4 separate regions of the Mus musculus genome follow, and regions 1, 2 and 4 are each linked to region 3. Evidence: chromatin contacts called from public HiChIP or PLAC-seq and promoter capture Hi-C data. All regions are on one chromosome and are shown on one strand. Each heading gives the region's core, a stretch centred on a gene start, on an enhancer-like site or on the middle of the called end of the contact. The rest is flanking DNA. Distances are from core to core; before and after follow the strand shown. Region 1 overlaps Rbm20 (RNA binding motif protein 20). Region 2 holds the start of Dclre1a (DNA cross-link repair 1A). Region 3 holds the start of Zdhhc6 (zinc finger, DHHC domain containing 6). Region 4 overlaps Habp2 (hyaluronic acid binding protein 2).

Region 1 (2,911 bases), core at 34-2,533, 1.6 Mb after region 3:
CAGAAATAGACTCTAGGGCTCCCCATAGACCATCCGACCTACAGAGGCTGGTACAGAACTTGGTGAGTACTTATGCAGTGGGCAGAGGTGGAAGGGAGGGAGGGGAAGGAATCCAAGGTGACACAGGGGTCTCTGGTTTCTGGTTGATAGTGGATGAGGAACAATGAGGGGTCCCAGGACCACAGCAAGTCCTCATGAACACATGTGCAAACTTTGGTGGCAGGAGACACAATAGAGAACCAACAGCAGACCTCAAGATTCCCGCTCATGAGCCGGAGACCTGCATTTCCTAACCATCTGTGCTGTCTCTGTGGGCAGCCTCTTCTCTCACCCCGTCTACAATGACAGATCTCGAACCCTATTATTACCTTGCTCCTGGGTGCTCTGTCCTAGAAAGAAGTAGTAGAGATCCCTGATGCAAACTGGCATCAAAGTTAAGAGCTGACGGAGGCAGAAGACGGCTGGAAATACAAAGCCAACTAGAGACGTGTTGGGAGATGCTGAGGGAAGCCCAGCCTAACAGAGAGGGGGCTGACCATCATCCTGAATGGACAGAGAGACCTAGAAAGCCAACACAGCCAACAAGAAAAGTCACCTGCAGACGTTAAGGTGATAAAGGAGCTGGATCTTTGGTGACAGTGACAGCAGCTACCCCAGAGAGAAGCAGCCAACAGTAGGAAGCTCTAATGGCGTTTCTTTCAAGCTGTATCTAACAGACTTCTGCGACCTTTCTCTGAGTCACGCGAGCTAACATGGCTGCCCATACACCTGCAGAGCTATTTACACGTTTTCACAAAAATGAAGGTGTCATCTTTATGGCCGCACTCCTGAGCAAGGTGACGAGGGAAGGTAAGGCAGGCCGAAGTCACCTGGCCTAGGAGAGTCTTCTCCAAACCTACTAACGACCGAGGAGGCTATAAACCAGCTCATCCCAGCCAGCCAGGCCTCAAGGTAGACAGAGGGGCAGGAACCAGGCTCAGTTCTCCAGTAAATCCACAACTCAGTTCTGCAGGAAGGCAGCTCCCCTCGCCAGGCTCTCACTAGCTCCCCCTTCAGCTGACTCTGGGCCAGGCTTCTCTTCCCAGGTTTCAGTTTACCTATGAGACCCTCAGACTAAGCCAGTGCTAACCCAGAGACCTAGTTGTACCCAGCCAAGGTTTGGGTAATAAGAAAATACCACACCCAAGAAAAAACAACAAAACAAAACTTCGTTTTCTCCCAACCACACAAGTCTTAAAACCACATCACACCCTAATCCTCCAAGGTCAACGTGACTCTACCTGAGTCATAGCCAAAGACACCACCAGCCACACACCCAAACAATAAACTTTTTACAACCAAAACAGACCTCTCAAGTGAGCCAAAACTAGACTTCCTTCCTTGGCCCTGGCCTTGCCTATGAACCAATGTCAGCTCAGCAGCTGTCCTGAAATGCCAAGCTATGTCAGTGTCCAAAGACATGGGAAGGAAAGACTACAGGTGAGGTTGGCTGTTCCCACCATGGAAGGAGACCCCGGCTGGCGGGTGTCTGGGTACAGTTTTCTATTTGTGGGACATGGCAGCTGTGGTGGCCATCCAAAGTTCAGGCCATGGTCTGAGATACTTGATCGCAGTGCGTGTTCACAGTCAGTCCTGGGGTGGGCCTATAAAAGCCTGGTTCCAGTCTAAGCGTGTAGTCGAACCCATTTAAACTTGTCCCTGTCTAGCTGACAAGTGGATGAGACTCAGACTATGGCAATTTATTTGGCTTTGATCATTACTCGGGGGTAACCCCAAATGTACTTTTCTAAGAGCTGACCTGGCTACACCTGGCTACTTCCCCAGCGGTGTACCCCAACTACTAGCTGCTTTATTTATCCATGTGTCCCTAGTCCATCTTCTCTCATGGTGGTTTCCTCCTCTCCTGTCTGTCTGTCTGTCTGTCTGTCTGTCTGTCTGTCTGTCTCTGTGTCTCTGTCTCTCTCTCCTTTTGCAACCCCCAACCAGGTAACTCCAAACCCATCTACCTCTAATCCCTTCAGTAATTGGCTCTAGCCACTTTTATTTAACCAATCGTTTTAAATTAAGGAACAAGGTTTGCAACAACAAAAGCTGATAACCGTGAGAATTCGCTTTTAGGCCTAGACCCTCACCTTCCTGTACAGATTTTAGCATTACAACGATAGTAACAGACCCAAGTCATTCAATGGGAGCCTGGGACAAGGCATTTAAACCTACCTTGATGATGGGGAACCTCTTTCCCACCACATCAGTCTTCAAGCTGAGTTCTATCTAGAAGGTTCTGGAAAACAGGTTCTTGGCTTTCAAAGTCTAAGCTTTTTCTCATCAGCCAATATGTCAGCACGTTTTATGTAATGTAAAAACCCCTAGGGGTCAACAATCCATAGCTCAACAAAAGAATCCTATTTTGGGAGACAGTCCTCAGCACATGTAAAGTACCCTAATGTAAGTACAGAATGTCTGTTTAATCATTGCTCAGTCCCATGTCTAGGACAGTGCCAAACATAGCTGAAACACAGTAGATACTGACACACAGTAGGTACTTAGCACACAGTGGGTGGTCAGTAAACGTCTGTGAAGTAAACAGCCTCATAGACTAGAGAGTATAAAATCCTCGTGGCTTCTTATTTAAACCTGTCCCTAAAAACAAGGCAAGACTGTAAGAACCCTGAACAGCTGTACACACACACACACCCCACACATGCCTAACTGAGATCTGTGTGTCTGTCCTCAGGACAGCAGGCTCTTCCCAACAGTCAACAGGACCACTTTGTCTCATGACACAAGAGTCAAACAACTTCCTCAAGAAGGAACATGAGGGAAGTTTTGCACCAGATTCATGCTTTAATTTCTTAATATTTATTTATTTATTTATTTATTTATTTACTGCTTATAGGATAAGTCGTTCACT
Region 2 (2,883 bases), core at 362-2,861, 1.2 Mb before region 3:
CTCTGATGGGACCGACCTCCATGCAGCCAATTCTTTTGCAATTCCACGGTATTTCAAATCCAGTATAACGAGGGGAACGGTAAGCCCCTCTCAAGGCGAGTGCAAAAGGGTCCGAAATATCCAAGACTGTTGTGGGATGAAGGAGGAACAGATAGATCCTTCCGGAAGATACCTGAACCCTACCACAGGTAACAAATTAACTATGCATGTGGTTTCAGTGTCACACGCCAGGACACATGCCAACACGGCAGGCTAAACAATGACACTCCCAACCAAAGAAGGTAAGGGAGCGTTTTGTTTAAACTGTACTACCGGGAGTATCGTTTCCCTATGTCCCAACAGTTCCCACTACTAGGATTCAAACCTGAGTACTAAGCTAAAATTGATTCCAGATTTTAAAGATCAATAGGTTCACCACTTTGAACGTGGAAACGCGGTTGGACTAGAAAACCATCAGATGCTATGCCTGTAGAATGTAGTCCAACTCTAGTGGTTATTAGACGGGCAGGTTTCCTAGCCTTCCCTGTGCCTCAGTTTCCTTAACTGTAAAACAAGACTAGTAAGAGGGTCTCGGTGGGTTGTACCAGGTAAGTAGGAGCTCTCAAGTGCTTCAAACCGTCTGTGGCACATTAAAAAGTGATCAATATACACCCATGGAGCCTTGAGGCTACTGACGTCAGGTCACGCAGGATTCCAGACAGAGATGCAAACACTGGTCCCCGCCCAGCAGAACCCCCTCCGTGTGTCGCTGCTCCCCTGGAGCACCTCGGGGGCTGTGGGAGGACCGCAGGGCACCGATCTGCTGGCGGGAGGGAGCCACCGAGGAAGGGGAGGACCCGGGAGCGGCCCCCACCCCGACGCCAGCCCCTCACCTTCCGGAAACTCGGGCACCGCTAGGTCCTGCTCCCAGCCGTCCACCTTCTGCAGATACTGGTAGACCAACTCATCCTTCTCTTGCTGGGTGACGGCGTCCAGCAGGGCGTACTCGAGCGAGGTCTGCGCGGGCAGCAGGCCCGAGAGGCTCGCGCCGCGCGCTCCGGGAGCCGCCATGTTGCGCGAGCTCCCGAGGGCTCCGGGGCCGAGGGCGCGGGTCGGACCAGCGTGCGCCGCCCTCTTGACTCAGAGCGGGGCCTGGCCAGCCCGGCCCTGCGCCACACACGCTTCCGCCTCCAATAAGCCTTCCTCCGGACGCCAAAGTCCAAAGGGCCGTGCTTCCCTGGCGCGTAATTAAACTCCAGAGTTGCCCACCCCGCCCCTTCCAGGTTCCGGGCCGCCGCGAAGCCTGGACGTTCAGAGCGCCAGATTCGACACGGGGAAGGCTGCTAGGGTCGCGCTCCAGAGGAGCTGGGAACCCATTGCCTTTGAAGCCCGGCAGGGAATTCCAAGACAAATAAAATTCAAATAACCATGTACACGTTTAAAAGAGCCGACTTAAGAAAAGCCTGCCCATTTGTGTGTCCCACTCTTAAACTGAGATCAGCCGATTCGGCACGGCAGTGACAGTGGGACAGCGTTCCCGCCAAGAAAGACTCGAAAGGTAAAGAAGGTAAAGCAACCCTCGGAGGAGACTCTTTTTTTTTTTTTTTTTTTTTTTTTTTTTTTTTTTAATGTAGGCAGTGAGGCCGGTGGTTTTGTGTTGACAACAACAAAAGTGTCCTGTGACTCTGGGTGTGCTGAAAGTGCGGGCGCGAATGGAATGTCCCGCGAGCTGGCGCAGAGAGGAGGCAGCTGCAGCGGGGTCCCCCTGCTGCCAGGCCAGGTGTGCCCACGAGGGACTACCGGGAGGAACGGGGCGAGCTGCACAAGGGCTCATTGGGATGTTGGCATTATTTAACCTGGGAATAATGTAGGGCTCCTTCATTGATCTTCCCCCCACCCCAGATCCAAAGGCAAAGAGCGGGAGCCTGTAGGAATTTTCTGGTACCTGACCTCTCTGGAGGTCTGCAGAAGTGGCTGATTGATTTCAGGGCAGACAGCCCCTATGGTGTGGAGTACAGTCTCACATGTTTGAACTTTGTTCACTGTGCAGGGTTTGATCCTAGGATGGAGGAAGAAATGGACTGACCCAGGAAGCTGAAACTGGTTGGACCCATGAGTCACGAATAAGGGCAGCTGTCGGTTGTAACCAACACCTCTTTGATTATGGTCTAGTCTATGGACTAGTCTCACACTAAGTAGACTAGGGACTGTGACTGGACTTGTAAATGGACACTTGTCCACATGAACGAGAGCCAGAATAGCTTTCTAACCATTATATGGAGACTGTTTTCAGTTAAAGTCATTGAGCCTGGTACTTACCGTCAGTGCTTGACATTCAAGACATTCTTGATTCTTATTTTTATAAATCAAGTTCTGAGAAGTTAAAAAAAAACCTGAATGAAATAGTGTCACAATGTAAAGAAAACCGTATAGATGTTACCCTGTAGTGAGTTCTCTTAATTTTATTATGGTATAAAATGGAACAGCAGGTGTTCACAGGTACTAAGTGGGTTGTGTGCCAATATCACCAAAGCTTTCAGTTCCAACCAAGTTAGTTGGCTTTTGGCTACTTTTTTTTTCCTATTAAAAACTTGTTACAAGAAATGGACTCTGAATTCACCAAAGACTGGTGCTGTACTCACAAAAATCATTTGGCCATGTTAGAAGACACGTTTTGGGAAGAAGAAATCTGGGAATATAAATCTAAAAGAAAGCCCAAACCCGTACATCCAAATAATTGTTCTGAAAATATTTCAGAATCTGTTGAAAAATCAACAGATGGAAAACACCAGTCAAAAGGAAATGAAAAAAGGACTTCAGAAAATCCAGGCAAGACGAAGGACCACAAAGTGTGCCTTGCAGAAACAGACAGTCAGATTTCTGCAGGTTCCAGTCAGAGTTCGA
Region 3 (2,896 bases), core at 140-2,639:
ATCCCTTGCTTATTCACAAAAAAAAAAAAAAAAAATCTGAGCCCTTAGAAAAGAAATGTCAAGAAAATCAGACAAGGCTCCCACCTTCCCACTGTTGACAACCTAGCATGCAGGGTAATACCTGGAGGATGCTGAATTGTAAAAGTGAGCAAAGTTGTCCTGTACGAAGTTTCATATAAAACTGGGTTATAGATACCCAAGAAAGATGAGAATCACAGAATCAGGGCAGAGGTCTGAAAAATAGGAATCCTAACAAGAGCTAAGACACAGGGCTTCACAGCTGCGTATCAGTTAATCTTCACAACCGCCCTGAGAGAGGTACGAGTCTCTCGAACCAAGAAGGAAGTTTTGAAGGATAACGAAAACTTGCCTAGGAGACAACTTCTAAGTGGCAAGGGTTAGACTTGAATTCAGGCATCCTAGCTCGTCATTCTAGTGTGCCACGAATAAGGATAACAGAATTATTGACTAAAACGACAACGCTGCTGCTGCATTTACAGATCCACAATCTTGATACTTTCACACAGTTCCTTTGAATACTCATATTTTACAAAAGATAAAAAAAGATAGAAAAAAAAAAAGAAAAGGAAAAAAGAAGAAATCAAGATGCAGAGCAATGTTTCCAAGGCTATACAAGCTTTTAAAAAGCGGTGGGGTAGGAAACAGGCGCCACCCCCCCAAAATGGTTTCCACGCAGAAGGTGCTTTGCATTTGAAGCACATTTAATGCCAATCACAACCTACTACCCAGAACGCACCCCTCCCCGGGCCGCCAGCACCACCCACAGCAGCCTCGCGCCAGCGAGCCCCGCGTGCCCAGGCGGCGTTCCGCGGCCCCCGGCTCTCCAGGCCGCCCCCGCCCGGCCGGGCAGGGTACTCACCGGGAGGGAGCCGAGGGACCCTTGCAATCTTGCTGGTGATCTCAGCAGTGAGCACTGCGAAGTCCTGCTCGTACCCTTCGAAGTCGGAAGACATGGCAGCTCGGGCACGGCCGGCCGGAGCCGGGTTCTAGCGCTCAGAGCGGGACTCGCCAAGGGCGCCCGGCCTCGGCGCAGGGACCCTGTGAAGAAGTCTCCACAGCACAGCGGGAACCGGGAACAACTCCCAGCCCTGCCGCTTCCTGGTTGCTCTACGCAGTCCTTGTCCTCCGGAAACTGCGCTGCCTGCGCCTTTTCCTTTCCACCCAAATCTTCGAACGTAAAACTAAAGAAAAAGTTCACTTTCGGTGACCCCTAAAAAAAAAAAAAGACTACGAAAGCCCACATGCTCTCGGGTATCACAGAATACACGTCCCCCACACTGCAGCTCCAGAGAAACGGCTGGAGCGCCCCCAAACTCTAAGTTGCAGGCGCGGGCTTTCCGAGGGAAGATTGACGCCGCGCACCGACCGGAAGTGGCTGTGGCGGAGCTTGCGCCGAGGACCCGAGCGGGAGGCTCACGGCGGCCGCGTGAACCAGAGACGCGCGGGTCCGAGTTCCCCGCGCAGGTCTCGCCGTCAGGGTTCGCATTCGGCTTGCTCAGACTGAAGCGCTCATGACAGAGCTATAAGGAGGAGAAAATCTGTTCCGCTGAGCCCGGGCCGTCCCGGAAATGCGATGGCTGTGGAGCGGGCACCGGAGACCAGACTGAGGTGGGAGTCACCGCAGGGGGTGCAACCCGCTTACGAGGCGGTCTTCGCCTCGACCTAGTCGACCCAGCATCTCCAAAATATCGAGCCCAGACCTCGCTTAATAAGACGTTTGTCCTGTGAGTGAAGATCCCAGAGCATCCCGCACCACTACATGGGCGGGAAACTGAGGCAGGCACCGACCGGGCTGGCGCATCTGCTCCGTGGGAATCCGTTACGCATACGTCATACCCATGTGTCATAGGTCTTTTCCCGGCTCATTTCACTCCATTCAGAACTCAGGTCTACAACTATTCCCCGTGCGTGCCTTCTTCCCTTCTCCCTCGGCCCCGGAGGGAATTATCCCCCCCCCCCCGCCCGCTTAAATCCACTCTGTGCTCGTTCTCGTGCACTGCTTCAGTTGTGATTTTTCGCGCACACACATGCGGCCTTCTCGTTTTAATCTCACCCTTCTTCCTGTACCTTTAACCCCGATCGATTGCTAATGTTGGCGCTTGGGAGAACAAGTGCCCAGTTATTAATACACAAAGTATTATATGCGTAGAGCATGTCACAGTTAATTCACAACTCGTTGGGAGGCAGTTTAGAACGTCCTAAAAAAGAAGTTTGGTGCTTCTATTCTGGACTTAGCTGTTACTTGTGACCTTGGTCGGTCGATATAATCACAGTCTCTCTAAGCCAGTTTCTGTTCTAGGAAGAATTAGATACGTGATAATTAGATAAGACCCTGCTTCTCAGCTCCCTAAGTCTTTGTTCTCTCTAACGATCCACTAAGCTAGGAGTAGTCGATCCTTTCTGGCACTTTGAACAGAAGAGGAAAACTGTTTAATATGTCCGGTTTTCGTGCACTTCAAGCTCGGACTGTATTCTGGATAGGTCCAAAGTAATTATTTTTGTTCTCGATAAGAGGTGAACTCCACACTAGTGTGCTTTCGAGGTGCTGAGTCAAGTGCTCCTTGGAGTTAAATATTAAATAAATGGCATATGGACTTTCTAAACGGAGTTTTCCCATCTTGTTTTCTTTAGGCTGTGTTTCAAATCAACCTATATTCTCCTGTGAGATACAGAGTTCTGGAGGCCACAACTGAAAATGACATACCCCACCTCAGTGACCCTTCAGCCAAAGGCATGACAGCTCAGGCACACACATGGACTTGTTGCACACAGAAATGTGTGCACAGGAAAAGGAGATCTCTAGTTCTTTAGAAGAAAGAAGTCATTCTTCACCAAGATGGGCATATTCTGCTCAGTAATCAAGTTTGAAAATCTT
Region 4 (2,700 bases), core at 154-2,653, 1.0 Mb before region 3:
CTTATGCCCTGTTACCTCCTGGGGAAGCAGGCTGAGAAGGCGTAATTACAGACATTCCCAAGTCTGCCACAAATGTACCAAATGCTTTCTCAGGATTGGGTGGTGTGGCCTTTTTAACAGACAAGGAACCCAAGCCAGGTGAAATTAAGCAACCTAAGATCACACAGGAAATAAGCGGCAGCCCCAGGGTATTTGATGACATAGCCCAACTTCTTATTTTTCTTAATTAATTAACTTGTACTGGGGATTGAGCCAAGGGCCTTATGCATGTTGGTCATGTGCTCTGCCACCTCAGCAGCTGTCCGGTCTGAAAGCTCGGGCCCATGGTGGTTCCGTTCTGCTATTTCCATGGGGTCTTGATAATTACAGAAGCCAGTTTTATGCTTTCCCTGATTTGCAACTGAAGCTCAGAGAGGGGAGGTGAGTTTTACAAGGACACAGAGATAGGAGCTCAGACTTGAACCAGGTATCTCCAGGGTATTTTATTACCCAACTGGAATTTTGGGAGCAAATGCATAGTGGCTGGCCAGGCTTATTGTTCAGGTCCTCTGCATCACATGACCGCTCTTTGTTCTGACTTTAATGATGTCAGTGTGGTCCAGCATCTCCGGGCTGCCTTTTAAATCTCCCTCACTCCACTGTCAAAGCACCCAATCTTGCTGACTTTCCTCTTGCTCCTTCCTTCCCTCAAGGTCAAGTACAAATCTGACTTGAACCTGACTCGAGGTGTTGGCTGGACCCCTCCTGGCTCCTACAAAGTGGAAATGGCTCGACGGGCTGCAGAACTGGCCAACAGGAGGGGCCCGGGGATCCGGGGGGCTTCTGTGAGTAACAGGCCGCAAGCTGCACCCTGCCTTGCGAGACCACGGGAAATACAAACCCGTTGTTGCTTTTCAAAGTTTATTTTTGGCCAAAGGTCAGCTAGTTCTAAAGAAGCGTGAAAGGCAGCCGAACAAGGCGCCTAATTTCATGGGTCTGAGATGACCGGGCGGATGACACCTGGGTTAAACTTCCCGCGGGCTTCCTCTGAAGTCACAGCCATTAGTTCTGCAGAGGCAAACCTACCAGGGCGACATCAATCCCGGGCCAGGGCAGCCCAGGCTGTGCTGACTGCTTGCTCGTTACATTCGCGGAAAGGGTCAGGGACTTGCTGGCTCCAGCAGTCTGCATTTTGAACCCTACTTTGTTCAGGAGAGAGACAGCACATCTAAATGAGAAGCAGGTTTTGCTTCCTTCTCATCTCTGCCTTGAGGATCCTTTTTCTTGGACCGGGGTGGAAGAGAGGACAAAGGAGGGGTGGGGAGCTCGTTAGATGTTTGCCGGGCATCTTAGCACGGCTTGTGGGAGCAGCAACGGGGTTTCCTGTGAACTCAGTGGAGGTGGGGCGCTATGTGTGGCTTCCGCAGGTGGAGCCAGAGGCAGCAGCGGCGCTAGGAGATCATCAGAGCAGGGGGGTGAACCCGGATGCCTCGGAGATCCTGCATATCCACAAGAAGAAGACTCTGCTGATGTGAGCCTCCTTAAGAAGCCCCCTTGAGGGCTGCTTGCCAAAGGCATGCCTCTGTGGCTTTGGTCTGGATGAGCGAGTGTTTTAAAAAAAAAAAAAAACTGGCACACCCTCCCCGTGCCCACATCTGCCTTTATTAAAATAACAACTCTGAAAGCAAACAAAGAGCTTGTGGTTTTGGGGGCTTCTCTCTGATGGCTGCATGAGAATGGCTGGTTCTGTGGAGGACCCTGATGGTATGGACAAAAGATAAAGAGTCAAGGAAACATCTCCTGGTGCGGGGCAAGCAGGGATCTCAGATTCGCAGTCTCCATGGTGGAGAACGTCTCTGAATTCTGGTTATCTAGAAGGTACACTTGTCAGAACGGGGGCAAAGATAATGTATTTCTTGTTGGTTCCCAGAGAGAAAAGGCCTCATGAAATGATATAGTGCCAGTCTGGAAAGGCCCAGGCTGGGCAACAATGCCTCTGTCTAGAGCATGGACCCAGGACATCCCTGGCTACGCAGGAAGCCCCTCTTGTTTGGTGCTAAAGACGAGGGGCTTCAAGGCTCTGCAGACAGCACCTCAGAGGCCAGCCTCCCTGTGCATGGTGGTCTTTATCCAATTCAGGAACTTGGTGACTTGAGTGTAGACTCCTGGCTTCTTCCCACATTCCTGGCCCCAGCTTACAATCCCGTAGACGTAGTAAGTTCCATCCTTCTCACAGGTTAGAGGGCCCCCCGAGTCACCCTAAAGGGAGAGCAGAAGGGGTTCAGCCTTGTGAACTTGATTCAGACACGCCTACAAGGGGAGGGTGGAGCCAAGTCACCTGCTAGCTACCCTGGGCTTCTCGGAGGAACCAGTGCTCAAGCTTCCCATGATGCACAGCTCCAAAGGGAGAGAAGCTAATCCCAGCTCCAGTTCCTGAGTTTGGAAAAAGTTTGAAGCCCAGGACTGCAGCCGCAGTGCTGCGGGCAAGTAATGGTTCCTGACTCTCAATTCTAGAATTTTCCATTCCCAGGGTTCCTCAACTTCTTTTAGTAGCTGACCAAGGTGGGTGATGGCTTGTTTGGACGGGCCCAGATAAGGAGTACGGCAGAGACCCAGAGGTAGTCTATATCTTTAACCTACTGCCTGCTGAGCAGTGTGGCCTGAGGCCTTGCCTTTTCAGTGGAGTGCTGTGGAGAACCATAGAGGAACTGTGCTCCTGAG

What was found. Promoter capture Hi-C pulls out the DNA fragments that hold promoters and counts their contacts. HiChIP or PLAC-seq counts read pairs in DNA pulled down with a chosen protein or histone mark.
Region 1: a contact with region 3 is called in a promoter capture Hi-C map of the SN4741 cell line, with 5 times the contacts expected there. The contact joins the enhancer-like site here to the promoter of Zdhhc6 in region 3. A contact is called at or near these places in 3 of 39 promoter capture datasets (the SN4741 cell line, embryonic stem cells and pre-B cells) and 2 of 115 datasets of contacts at active chromatin or transcription factors (acute myeloid leukemia and large pre-B cells).
Region 2: a contact with region 3 is called in an H3K27ac HiChIP or PLAC-seq map of bone marrow-derived dendritic cells, with 6 times the contacts expected there. The contact joins the promoter of Dclre1a here to the promoter of Zdhhc6 in region 3. A contact is called at or near these places in 3 of 39 promoter capture datasets (the C10 cell line, embryonic stem cells and hippocampal neurons), 1 of 115 datasets of contacts at active chromatin or transcription factors (bone marrow-derived dendritic cells) and 2 of 9 other capture datasets (adipose tissue and liver).
Region 4: an H3K4me3 HiChIP or PLAC-seq map of embryonic forebrain shows a contact between it and region 3, with 6 times the contacts expected there. The contact joins the enhancer-like site here to the promoter of Zdhhc6 in region 3. A contact is called at or near these places in 6 of 39 promoter capture datasets (the HPC-7 cell line, cranial neural crest, frontonasal cranial neural crest and 3 more), 1 of 15 datasets of contacts at CTCF or cohesin (the NIH/3T3 cell line), 6 of 115 datasets of contacts at active chromatin or transcription factors (differentiating embryonic stem cells, embryonic basal ganglia, embryonic forebrain and 2 more) and 1 of 9 other capture datasets (pancreatic islet).

The regions. Positions count from the first base shown.
Region 1 is chr19:53,758,868-53,761,778 of GRCm38.p6, reverse strand. All of the region lies in intron 1 of Rbm20 (RNA binding motif protein 20), which reads right to left. Among named protein-coding and RNA genes, the nearest start is that of Gm30943, 6.1 kb to the right of the region's middle. Within about 2 kb of position 1,283, at least 15 of the 459 cell types and tissues checked have an H3K27ac peak or open chromatin away from gene starts, as enhancers often do. A contact at or near this core is called in the SN4741 cell line, where this site is marked.
Region 2 is chr19:56,546,850-56,549,732 of GRCm38.p6, reverse strand. Dclre1a (DNA cross-link repair 1A) reads left to right here and starts at 1,611. Exons shown (of 10, transcript NM_001360437.1): 1 at 1,611-1,759; 2 at 2,030-2,883. The coding sequence starts at 2,583. It overlaps Nhlrc2 (NHL repeat containing 2), which reads right to left and starts at 1,472. Exons shown (of 11, transcript NM_025811.3): 1 at 873-1,472. The coding sequence starts at 1,050.
Region 3 is chr19:55,314,529-55,317,424 of GRCm38.p6, reverse strand. Zdhhc6 (zinc finger, DHHC domain containing 6) reads left to right here and starts at 1,389. Exons shown (of 11, transcript NM_025883.4): 1 at 1,389-1,629; 2 at 2,653-2,896. The coding sequence starts at 2,858. Vti1a (vesicle transport through interaction with t-SNAREs 1A) reads right to left here and starts at 1,368. Exons shown (of 8, transcript NM_016862.4): 1 at 881-1,368. The coding sequence starts at 974.
Region 4 is chr19:56,319,009-56,321,708 of GRCm38.p6, reverse strand. It overlaps Habp2 (hyaluronic acid binding protein 2), which reads right to left. Exons shown (of 13, transcript NM_001329935.1): 13 at 889-2,238. The coding sequence ends at 2,074. Nrap (nebulin-related anchoring protein) reads left to right here. Exons shown (of 42, transcript NM_008733.4): 41 at 693-824; 42 at 1,407-1,668. The coding sequence ends at 1,514. Among named protein-coding and RNA genes, the nearest start is that of Gm32257, 32 kb to the right of the region's middle. Within about 2 kb of position 1,403, at least 44 of the 459 cell types and tissues checked have an H3K27ac peak or open chromatin away from gene starts, as enhancers often do. A contact at or near this core is called in the HPC-7 cell line, where this site is marked.